Regions from separate parts of the Ovis aries genome. Here region 1 is linked to region 2. The links are chromatin contacts, called in public Hi-C maps. All regions are on one chromosome and are shown on one strand. The core of a region is the stretch at or near the end of the contact, and the rest is flanking DNA. Distances in the headings are between cores, read along the strand shown. Region 1 holds the start of PTK2B (protein tyrosine kinase 2 beta). Region 2 holds the start of LOC101118764 (ribonuclease P protein subunit p14-like).

Region 1 (2,700 bases), core at 19-2,518, 290 kb before region 2:
CTGATTTTCAGTAGCCCCAGAGTCACATCCAGGTATCTGCATTTTAAGAGCTACAGACAGTCCACTGATCATAATTGCAGGAAACTGACTTTCTGATTTTGCAGCCTTGGACATTTTAATCTAAATCTGTTTTCTTTTCAGAAAATGGGAAGAATGAAAGGAAATGTTAACATAGATAAAATGTAAACGGAGTGTTCCTTGGCACAGTGGTTGGCATTTAGACATACTAACCAAATGCTGGCTCTTCTCTGGGGTGGCCCGTCCTCTGAGTTTGGAAGTGGTGGGGGAAGGAAGACTGGGGCTGGTTGTAGAGTACACTGGGCTGTCACAGGCAGCTGCACAACACCAGGGGGTGCCATGCTCAGAGATGCCTTTGTGAAGAGCATCCTCTAACAGTGTGGGAGATCCCAGTTCTTCTCAGGATACAGAATGAAGAAGTTTGGGGTGGGGCTCTGGAGAGGAACTTTGAGAAGGTGAGGAATGCTGAGTGACACACCAGCTTTTTGACTTTATGCTGAGTCCTGTTCACCTGCTCCTACTCAAGAAAAAGTCTAGAATCTTTCTAGTGACAGAGAAAGGGGTTACTAAGTGCCCTTGAGTCACTGCCTCGACTCTTGCTGCCCTGCTGGCCAGAGTGAAGAGGTAACCAAGCTCTTGGTCAACAAACCAAGTGGACTGATGTGGAGAGGGGACGAGAAAAGGCTGCCCAGCATCTTTGACTATTGTGCCTCTGGTCCTGGCTGTTGTAGTGCAGGGACCTGGACTGTGGCATTCAGACCCCTGGACCAGTTCTGCCAAAGCCCCTGGTGACAGTCATCTGACCTCTGGTGCCCCCACCCCATCCTCCCAAAGCAGCACTTTAGGCCTTGAAGAGACCCGGAGGGACACCGATGCTGGGAGTGTGGCAGGCTGCTAACAGTCTCTAGCTCTGCAACAGACCTGGGAGCTAAGAGGAAAGCTTCCCAGTGGAGAGGAAGGGAGAGCGAGGAGGGGTGGAGTTGGGGGTGCTCAACTGCTCACGAGGTGGAAGCGGTGGTGACAAAGACTATCAGGAGACCCCACGTGGGGTTGGGGGTGGCAGAGATGGCCCCCTCCCAGGTGGGCACGTGCAGCTCCGGGAATTGGCAGCGGCGTCTATTTCAGAGTTTATGGTAAGAGGCTGGAGCCACACACGCTCCGCACCGCAGACAACACACCCCACCCTTTAAGGAAGTGGGGAGGAGAGCGGCAGGGGTGTGGTTAAGCCGGAGGAGGAGAAGGGGAAAACACAAACCTGTCAGCGCTCTTACTCAGCGGAGGCCTCCCGAGCCGCCGCGAGCCCCTTCGGAAGCGCCCCTTACCTGCCTAGCCCCCGCCGCACCTGGCCGAGCAGAGAAGAAGCCGCAGCCGCCGCCACTGGAGCCGGCGCTTCGCCCCGAGTGAGTCCCCTCCCGCGATCGATCGGCGCCGAGCGCCCAGCCAGAAGTTGGAGGCTGGACGAGGGAGAGGTGGGGGGCGACTCCCGGACCGCGGACCCAGAAGTGGGCGCCTCTGGGCTGGCTAGCCCTCGGCCAAGGGGAGAGGGAGTCTATTTGGGTAGTTAATTTGAAACTCAAGGGTGTTTTCTTTCCCCTCTTAGTTCTCTTATCGGGTTCAGACAGGGAAGGCCGGGATTATGATGAGAGGACTCAGAAGGGCCCCCTGCCTGCAAAGGTCAGATCAGAGAGCTTTCAGAATCCACCTTCCACTCCTGCCTTAGAGCCTTTGCCGGCGCCCCGCGCTGCACCCCCACCCCCTGCCCCTGCCCCCGAAGACAGCGCTCCCACCCCGGTCACGGGCCCATGAACACCCCGGGGCTCCCCGCTTTGGATTCTTGTTCCCCAACCTGACCACCTCACGAGGCATCTTCTGCATGTTGCACCCCCGACTGGAAGCGAGCAGGGCTCTGCAAGGGCGTAGAGGCAGGACTACTGTGTGTGTGTGTGTGTGTGTGTGTGTGTGTGTGTGTGTGTGTGTGTGTGAGTACTTGTGTGTCCTGGGGAACTAAAGTTAAGACCTGCTGCCGCCCTGGGTCTCTGTGAAACTACTTGGGAATGCCCCTAAAGAGTTAAGCTCCCTGCCTCCTTCTCCTGGCAGGCGGTGCGTGGGCAAAGCCTGGGGTGGGTGAGCAGGCAGCATATGGGTGCTGTTCTGAGCCCAGCAAGAACCCCACCAACTGCCCTAACCCTCAGCCATCTGACACTCTCTACTCCCTGCACCCCAAACTTGGTGCTCAATCCAGTTAGACTCCTCCAAGGGTCAGGAAAGGAAGGAACAGAATTTGGGACGCAGGGGACACTCACCAGGGGCACTCAGAAGCCAGAGCAGAGCTTCCCCTGACCTGTAGCTGGACATGAGCCCTCGGGGGCAGTTGGTGCCAAAGATGAGGGAAGGGGCAGGAGGAGGCCCCTCCCTCGAGGGCAAGGAATGCAGTTGTGGACCTAACCCCAGATTTCACAACTCCTCTGGGGGCGGGTGAGAGGAGGCAGAGATGAAAAAGTGAGTGAAGATGGACGGAGGGAGGGAAGTAGACACACCAAGAGACAAGCTCTGGCAGGACGCTGGGCTCTCATTCCTTCATTCTGTACACATTGGCTGACTTCCTACCCCAGGCCAGGTGCTCGCACTGGGCGTGAGGGACCCCAGTGTGCACCATCCGCACCTCCCAACCCCCGCAACCCA
Region 2 (2,728 bases), core at 164-2,663:
CTCAGTCATAGTACAGCATCAGGGCTGTTGAGCTGTGGGCGGCTCCCAAAGTTGAATTTGGGGTGAGCAGTCATCAGCTGAAAAGTAACAAGCAAATTTCACCGAGTGGAGTGAGTGGACTGTGGGCAGCTTCTCCCCTCAAGTGGCCGCCTGGCCCCTGCAACCTACAGGTGCACAGCAGAGAAAAGGAGGGTTCCAGGTGACCTCTGACAGTCCCAGAAGGATGCACCACTGATCAGAAAGCCTCCCCAAATGCAAAGATGTGGGACATTTAAAAACCAAGACGGATGCCCCCTCACTTCACTTGCAGGTGTCTCTGCATGGGGATAACCCCAAAACGGCCAAGTCAACCTAGCCACCTGCAGAGGCTCCGACTGGAAGATAGACAAGGGAATGCATGGGTCAGCTGACGGGAGGGGGCAGAGCAGCAGAGCCCAGCATCTGCGGAGCCACAGGACAGCTCTGGTCCTTCTCAAGGTCAGCATCCACCGTCAGCCCTGGAACAGGGACTCATGGCGCCTCCTGGTGGCAGCTGTCGGGATCCTGCGAGGTGCAGGCTCAAGAGGAACAAAGCCTCCCTCTCTGAACTAAAAGGCTTTCCAAGTAGCTCAGTGGTGGTAAAGAATCTGCCTGCCAATGCGGGAGACTCAGGTTCGACCCCTGGGTTGGGGAGATCCCCTGGTGAAGGAAATGACAACGCATTCCAGTATTCTTGCCTGGAGAATCCCAAGGACAGAGAAGCCTGGTGGGCTACAATCCATGGGGTCGCAAAGAGTCAGACACAACTGAGCCCACACGAAGGCAAGCAAGGCTGACCCTAAAGGCATGAAGCTGGCTAGTCTCAAACTCTGAAGCCACCAGAAGGGCCTCAGAAAAGGGGGAAAACCCTGGAGGATGGGGGTGGGCAAGAGGGAAGAGATTTCTCCCGGCAAACGTAGGTTTCAAATTGAGAAGGGGTGGAGGACATCCCTGGTGGTCCAGTGGTTAAGACTCCCTGCTCTTAATGCATAGGCCCTGGGTTCTATCCCTGATCAAGGAAATAGATCCTGCCTGCCCCGGTGAAATCTGGTCCCTGTCAAATAAATAAAATAATAAAAAAGTAAAAAATGAAAACAGAAGGCAGAGGGGTGGCGGGCAGCAAGGTGCGGCCTTGGGTACCTCCCACTCTGGCCGTGGATGCCACCAACTAAGGCGAGGCCAGGCCGTGAAACATCCCAGGCCTCTCTCTACAACGCGGTCTCAGTCGCATAGGGTGGTGGAGAGGACTGAGACCACGTGTGCAGAGCGCATGCGCCTGGCCCCAGGTAGGGGAGAAATCAGAGGCAGAAGTTAGTCCAAAAAAAAGTTGAAAACGACTTTAAGCGCCCAACACCCTCTTGACTCAATACAGATGTGACCAGCACTGGAAAAAGATGCCAGCCTCAGCTGCCACATGGAAAAGAACTGTTTACAAACATCCCTCTGAGTACCACTACATGAAAGTCCGCCTAGAATTTCAAGATTGTGGGATTGGACTGAATGCTGCACAGTTCAAACAGCTGCTTATTTCAGCGCTGAAGGACCTGTTTGGTGAGGTTGATGCTGCGTTACCCTTGGACGTTCTGACCTATGAAGAGAAGACCCTGTCAGGCATCCTAAGGATATGCAGCAGTGGTCTTGTCAAATTGTGGAGCTCTCTGACCCTGTTAGGATCCTATAAAGGCAAGAACTATGCTTTCAGAGTGATTCAGTTTTCTCCACTTCTCCTTGCATTATCTGGCAATAGTAGGGAACTAGAATTGAGTAGTCTTCAATTTGAGAAAATATTCCTCACTCTCAAAAGTACTTTTTGGTGCCAGCATAATGTTTGGAGACTGAAGCAGCCCAAAAGCTCCTGTTGATGGAATTTGAGAGTGCTGAAGATGCCCCCAGTAATGTCCAACCCCTTTGGTGGGGTTGGCTTCACAGGAGAATCTGCCTGAGCCAATCAGTACCGAACAGGCAGCCCTTAGAGCACATGCTCCTCAGAGTCGGAGACTGGGCTGAACTCAATAGGGCCTTCATACAGAGGGACATGGCCACCTTCTCAGAATTAACAGGGGATGTCAACCCTTTGCACTTAGACGAAGATTTGCAAAACACACCAGATTTAGAAAGACAATTGTCCATGGAGTTTTGATCAATGGACTTATTTCAGCTTTCCTCGGTACTAAAATGCCGGGGCCAGGCTGTGTATTTCTTTCCCAGAAAATTAACTTTCCAGCCCCTTTATATGCTGGGGAAGTTGTTTTAGCTTCTGCAGAAGTGAAAAAGCTGAAGCAGTTCATTGCCGTTGTTGCAGTGTCATGATCTGTGCTAGAAAGTAAAAAGACTGTCATGGACGGCTGGGTTAAAGTTATGGTTCCAAAAACGCCCAAATCCTGAAATACGTCTTTAAAGATGCAAGTTCAGCCATCAGTGTTTTTAGTATTGAAAGCCTCTGGGGAAAACAGGGATTGCTGTTCTTCGCAAGGACGGGCTCATAGACCTACACTGGGAGAGGGGAGCAGGTAAAGAGTTGTTCCAGTGTCCACTTATGCTTCACTCAGGCTTAAGTATATTCATCACCTCTCTAGGTTTCAAACTGAAAAAAACAGGCAATTCCCTGGATGTCCAGTGGTTAGGACTCCAGGCTTTCACTGCCAGGGCCATGGATCCAATCCCTATCAGGGACCTACGATCCCACAGCTGTGTCCTACAAGCCATGTGG

The links. Hi-C and Micro-C count contacts between places; a contact is called where the count stands out from the background.
Region 1: a contact with region 2 is called in a Hi-C map of tail adipose tissue, with 5 times the contacts expected there. The contact joins the promoter of PTK2B here to the promoter of LOC101118764 in region 2. A contact is called at or near these places in 5 of 16 Hi-C or Micro-C datasets (blood, hypothalamus and tail adipose tissue).

Annotation. Positions count from the first base shown.
Region 1 is chr2:38,496,657-38,499,356 of ARS-UI_Ramb_v3.0, reverse strand. It overlaps PTK2B (protein tyrosine kinase 2 beta), which reads left to right and starts at 1,268. Exons shown (of 30, transcript XM_042243113.1): 1 at 1,268-1,418.
Region 2 is chr2:38,209,242-38,211,969 of ARS-UI_Ramb_v3.0, reverse strand. It overlaps LOC101118764 (ribonuclease P protein subunit p14-like), which reads left to right and starts at 1,413. Exons shown (of 1, transcript XM_042242684.1): 1 at 1,413-1,880. The coding sequence starts at 1,413. The coding sequence ends at 1,880.